Regions from separate parts of the Mus musculus genome. Here region 2 is linked to region 1. A link is a contact called in public HiChIP or PLAC-seq data. All regions are on one chromosome and are shown on one strand. The core of a region is the stretch at or near the end of the contact, and the rest is flanking DNA. Distances in the headings are between cores, read along the strand shown.

What was found. HiChIP or PLAC-seq counts read pairs in DNA pulled down with a chosen protein or histone mark.
Region 2: an H3K4me3 HiChIP or PLAC-seq map of bone marrow-derived macrophages shows a contact between it and region 1, with 2.2 times the contacts expected there. The contact joins the promoter of Eif2ak2 here to the enhancer-like site in region 1. A contact is called at or near these places in 2 of 484 Hi-C or Micro-C datasets (bone marrow-derived macrophages and trophoblast stem cells), 3 of 115 datasets of contacts at active chromatin or transcription factors (bone marrow-derived macrophages, embryonic stem cells and pancreatic cancer cells) and 3 of 9 other capture datasets (adipose tissue, liver and pancreatic islet).

The regions. Positions count from the first base shown.
Region 1 is chr17:78,796,073-78,798,817 of GRCm38.p6, reverse strand. Heatr5b (HEAT repeat containing 5B) reads left to right here. Exons shown (of 36, transcript NM_001081179.1): 22 at 2,290-2,434. Among named protein-coding and RNA genes, the nearest start is that of Heatr5b, 38 kb to the left of the region's middle. Within about 2 kb of position 1,372, at least 2 of the 459 cell types and tissues checked have an H3K27ac peak or open chromatin away from gene starts, as enhancers often do. A contact at or near this core is called in bone marrow-derived macrophages, where this site is marked.
Region 2 is chr17:78,881,286-78,884,048 of GRCm38.p6, reverse strand. Eif2ak2 (eukaryotic translation initiation factor 2-alpha kinase 2) reads left to right here and starts at 1,477. Exons shown (of 16, transcript NM_011163.4): 1 at 1,477-1,649. It overlaps Gm26637, which reads right to left and starts at 2,165. Exons shown (of 2, transcript XR_876974.2): 1 at 1,968-2,165.

The sequences.
Region 1 (2,745 bases), core at 123-2,622:
AGTGGAGCCAAGAGGAAGCTGGAGAATGATACCGTAGATGTCACCATCAGAGGGTGTTGCTGGGGGAAAAGGAGGACTGTGTGGGATAATAAAAGGGCAAGATAGGCGATTCTGGGTTTTGTGTGGCGTATATTTACTCTGTAAACATACCCCTATTTAGGGAGAATTCAGCAAGTCCCAGGCCATCATGGAGTCTGAGTAAGTCACAGGGTAGAACCAAATGCACATGGCATGTTTAAAAACAATCTAGAAAGAAAACAACAGAATATTAGTGTGCATTGCCCTCTATAATAGGAAACTGAGCATTTTGCCAAAGCTGTGACCTAGTGTAAGCCATGAGGGCATAGATGGTATCTGTTACATACCCACTACGGCTCAGACAGTAACTGATGAAGACATAGACTTTCCTTTCTGGGGTTTCTGGTTTCTCTCCATTTTTTTCTTTGAAAACATTAAAAAAAAATCTTGGTTTGTATGTGTCTGAGCATGTATGTACCACCATTCCCATATAAATGTCAGAAGACAACCTTAGATTGTCAAGCTTCCATCTTGTTTAAGACTGGGTCTTTTGTTTTTTGTGTACACCAGGCTAGGTGGCCCTCAGACTTCTGAGGACGCTGCTGCCTCCACCTGCAGTTTCTCAGTAGATGCTGGGATCACACAGCCAAGCACTGCTGTGTCCAACTCTTACATGAGTTCTAGGAATGCAAACTTAGGTCCGCAGGCTTGAGCGGCAAGTGCTTTGCCCCATTGAATTAACATGGCCCCAGACCCCATTTTTTCCTCTTTACATTTATTATGCTATAGAGGTTGACAGAACATAGTAAAAGGATCTAGTAAAGTAAAAACTGACTCTTACCTGAGTGGATTTTATCACTAAGCCACAGGGAATGCAATGAGTTTCCTATGCTGAACGCAAGCTAATGTTTCCAAGCTGACTCCTTGGTGGAACACCCAGGGTTTTATTACCGGGCCTGTCGGAAAACTTTACCTTTTCCAAAAGACTGCGTGAGTGAGATTCTTATCATCTCGGGGACAGGGTGGCACAGCAGCTGAGAGATGAAAAGAGGGGCGTTCAAGCAGTTGACCAAAACCTCTCATACAGTTTGCATTTACCAGATGCTAAGACACTTGCTGAAAAATAGTCTGTGTGTGAATTCATTCAAAGTAGTGAAATGAATTCAGACTTCAGTAAATTCACATCAATCAATTCTGCTGTCCTTGTCACCAGAAATGGACATATTATGTGAAAACACATACAGTATCTAAAACAAAAGGAATAGGATTTTTTTTTTCAGCAAATGTATTGAGAAGTACATTTTGAAGGCACAAGCGCCACTCTGAATTACCATTTCTGTTCTTGGAACAAACTGCTTTGTCTGTCATGTGACCACACTGTCATGTGACCATAGTTCCTCTTGTCCAGACAGGATCATTGTATTTGTGTCATCTAGAATAATTTTAGAAATTGTCAGTGAATGATTTTAACTTTGAAATTTATCTGTATGTTCCTTAGCCTGGCATAGTGTTGCATACCACCTATGATCTCTGCACTCAGGAGGCAGAAGCAGGTGGGTCTTTATGAGATTGAGGCCCGTTTAGTCTATATAGTGAGAATCAGGTCAGCCAGAGCTATATAGTGAAACCTGGTTTAAAAAACAAACAAAAAAAGAAACAGGCTTCTATGTGTCATTGCTGAAAGAGTCCACCCATGATTGAATTTACCTTGCTGAAGCTATATGCTACTCAGAGATGGTGGAACTTTCTGAGGTGCAGAAACCTGGGAAATCATTAGAGCATGGACTTATGCTGTGCAGAAGCTCCTCTGAGTTTCCATTTAGTGGATTAGACAACAGATCTCAGCATGGGGATTTCGGTAATGCTGTAATTTCTGTCTGCCTTACTGACACGATCATCCTCCAAAACGCCATTGTATTTGTTTAAAGGCTGAATTTTATTATTCTTTAACTACGTATGTTTGTGTGTCTGAGTGTGGGTGTGGGCACATGATGTGTGCAGGTGCCCAAAGCGACCAGACATGTCAGTTCCCTCCAGAGATGGAGTTAACAGATAGTGATGGGTGCTGGGAGTTGAACCCAGGTCTTCTGGAAGAACATCAAGTGCTCTTAACTACTGAGTCATCTCCCAGCCCCTGATGGTAATTTTTAAAAAAGCAAGGTCTTTCATTAAGGACCCTCTTAGAAGTAAGGCTTCCCAAAGATGAGTTCACAAGGCGAGTGAACTGCAAGGTCCCAGCTGTAGTCACTGTCCTGACTTGTGATGTGACAGGTTCACCTGTGCAGCTCCCACCTGCTGCTCCGACGAGCGGCTGTGGCCTGTCTCCGGCAACTCGCACAGAGAGAAGCAGCCGAAGTGTGTGAATACGCCATGAGCCTGGCGAAGAATGCAGGGGACAAGGAGATCAGCGGTGGTAGTGAGTCTCTGATTGGACAATTCTCTTGTTTAAAAACTTCCATGGAGGGGGGCTGCGATTGGGTTGTAATGTGAATAAAAACAAACATTATGGGAAAATTCTCTCATATTTCTAAGAGATCAGAATAATCAGTTTGAGAAACCAGATATTAACCATTAATCTCAGCTTAAATTTTAATACTACAGTAAGCAAGTGGAGATCATAGTTAAAAGGTATTTCATACTGCTGTGAGTCCTGTGTAAGGCTTGGTCTTTAGTGTATTGCTACCTAGAGCATATAACATCGCACGCGCACAGATTTACTTGTGGCAA
Region 2 (2,763 bases), core at 228-2,727, 85 kb before region 1:
TCGCCTCCAGAAAGATCCAGAGGCACCCCTTTCAGTGGCTAACACTTCAGCTAGATGTTCCAAGACCCCGAAGAAATTATGGTGATCATGGGTCTTTGGAAATGCCAAGAGTAAACCACCTAGAATGGAATAGGTAGAGTGAGCAGAATGGCATCCATTGTGAATGTTCAGTAGAGAAATGTCTGCAGAGATCTCGCTGTCAGCTTCTCCCTAGGTAGTCGGGTGTTCATTTAAGGTGCTATAGTAGGGAGCGGGAGTTTATCGAGGCTGATCTGGTCACGGGCTTTTCACATTAGAGACCTCAAATTACACCCAGGATCCACGCTACAAGAAAAGTTAGGCTGTTGTTCTCCTACCTTACAGGAAAGGAAGAAGAAAGGAGTGGGCACAGCAATGTTGACTGTGAAATTGGGGGCTCTGTCTTGGGACTTTTCCATCTCTCACCAGTTGCCATGTTGGGAGTACAATTTCCCGGTTCTAATTCTAGCTCCTGAGTTCTCCTCATAGGGATGGTGCTCAGCTCAGAGTGCAGGCATGAAGATGTGTCACTGGGCAGTGTGCCACAAGCTAAACCCTCAAGTCCTGGGCCAGCAAGTTCCATTATGGGAGTGTGTTACAGTCTTACAGGAAGGTAGGATTGCTTTTCTTTTCTTTTTTTTTTTTTAATTTTGTTTTAACCCGTATACGAGTTCACTATAGCTGTCTTCAGACACACCAGAAGAGGGCATCGGATCCCATTACAGATGGTTGTGAGCCACCATGTGGTTGCTGGGAATTGAACTCAGGACCTCTGGAAGAGCAGTCAGTGCTTTTACCTGCTGAGCCATCTCTCCAGCTCAGGCAAGGTTCCTTATTAAGCAGGGACTGCTGGTGTTGGCCTTGTGATAAAACATTCCTTGTGGCCTTTCTGGGAGCAGGTGGATCTTAACAGGGGCCTGGCCTGGTGAGTGATATGCAACAAGGGGCTAGCAGGTAACTGCTGAGGGCTGGACAAATAGATTTAAGAGAGAATTCTTCAACCCTCTGGCCAATGTTGTCAAGATGGCTATGTCCTCCTTGGCATGGCAGTGTGAAAGGGGAAGGAGACTAACGTTTACAAACCTGGACTTCAATTGTCACAGACATAGCTTGGCTGGACCCTCTGAGAGGCGAGTTACTCAGTATCTCCCACTGCACATCGGAATTCGGTAGCATCCATGTGCCCAGTTGCTTCCTCAAAGTTTGTTTTGAAAAGTAGATTGTGATCATTGATCCAGGAGCAGGAGGCTTGGGTTTCTCCTTCTTCTTCCTGCAGAGCTTTCCCAGAATGGAAGCCAGGAAGTGTCCGAAACCTGGAGAAGCTGGCAGTTACTGCAGTTGCACAGGAGAGGGGAGGCGGGCCCGGACCTTGGCTCCCGCGCTGGGGTACAGAGGCGACACGCCTACCTGACTTCTCGCGGGTGCGAGCCGGTGCGGGAGGGGCCCAGAGCAGTGTGGGAAGGCGGAGTCCGCCGGGAAAACGAAACAGAAGAGAACCGGCCAGGCCCGGACTTCCATGGGCAGCAGCAGCGGCAGGGAACGGAGGGCGAATAGATTTCAGAGCCTGCACCTGAAGTACAATTCGAATCCTGCTCCAGGGAGCGAGCCACTGTCCGGATCCAGAAACTTTGGTAAGACCTGAGGGCTATTTTCCCACTCCTGGATAGCGGTTGCAGGAAAAGGGACCCAGAAGGAAAATGACAAGCCCAATGACTTAAAACTCTGGAGGGAACTCTAGAAGCCTGAATGACCCAGAGACTGAATTCTGCGCCAAGACTTTGTGCTGCACAGTCATGGCATTCCAATTAGCTGTCCTTTGTGACAAGCGGGTCCTGCTCCATCCTCCACCAGCCGCTATGGTCAGGCAACCCCCCCCCCCGCGCCTCCCCCTCCCCTTCCCCCTTCTTCTCCCAACTCCCCCGCCCAGTGCCCACCACTTTCAGACTTACTTGGTGGTTCTGGGCCACAGCCAAATACCCTCCAACTCCTGCCTTCATGCTGCCTGTTTCTACTTCCTGGAAAGCCCTTTCCACCTCACCCCACCCCCAAGTGACTTCCTGGGCAGATCTGTCTATCCAGTCCTTTTCACAGAGCCAATGATATGAATTACCTTCCCTAAGCTAGAAACTCCACTCTGCCCTCATAGCCAGCGCCCCCCGTCCCCTGCCCCATATTTTTCTCAATCTTCCAACTAGTACTTAGTACTAGAATTAGTCTTTTTCCTTCTACCAGTAAGATCCCAAGAGCAGTTTTCATTGGCTTGTATAAGCCTAGCACCTGATCCCTGACAGGTGCTCGTTCCATGTATGTTAAGTGGATGGTAATTCATAAATAACCTTGAATTCTAGAGAAACGGGATTCCCTGTTGCACCTTTAGTACTAACCGTGCCTTGCCCCCTGGAGTTAAAGACACTCTCAGGGCAGAGTGTGTGCTTGTTTTTCAGCTTGCCCTGCGGCCCTGGAGGGACCCAAACACTGTGTGCAGCTTGCTCCTTTATATATCATATACTAGCTGAATGCATGTTGTATGGGAAGCAGCGACTGGAGGGGCTCAGCCTTCTGGGGTCCTACAGTCTTCAGGAAGGAGAAAGATCAGGGTCTTCAGGATATAGGTGAGACAAGCAGGTGGCATTTGTTGGTGCATGTGATGGGCTGCTCTTTGGGTGAGCGACTGAGAGCTGAGAGCAGCTTCCTGGTAAGCATCCTGATTCCTTTATAGGAATCCCACCTGTCAATACAGTGGTG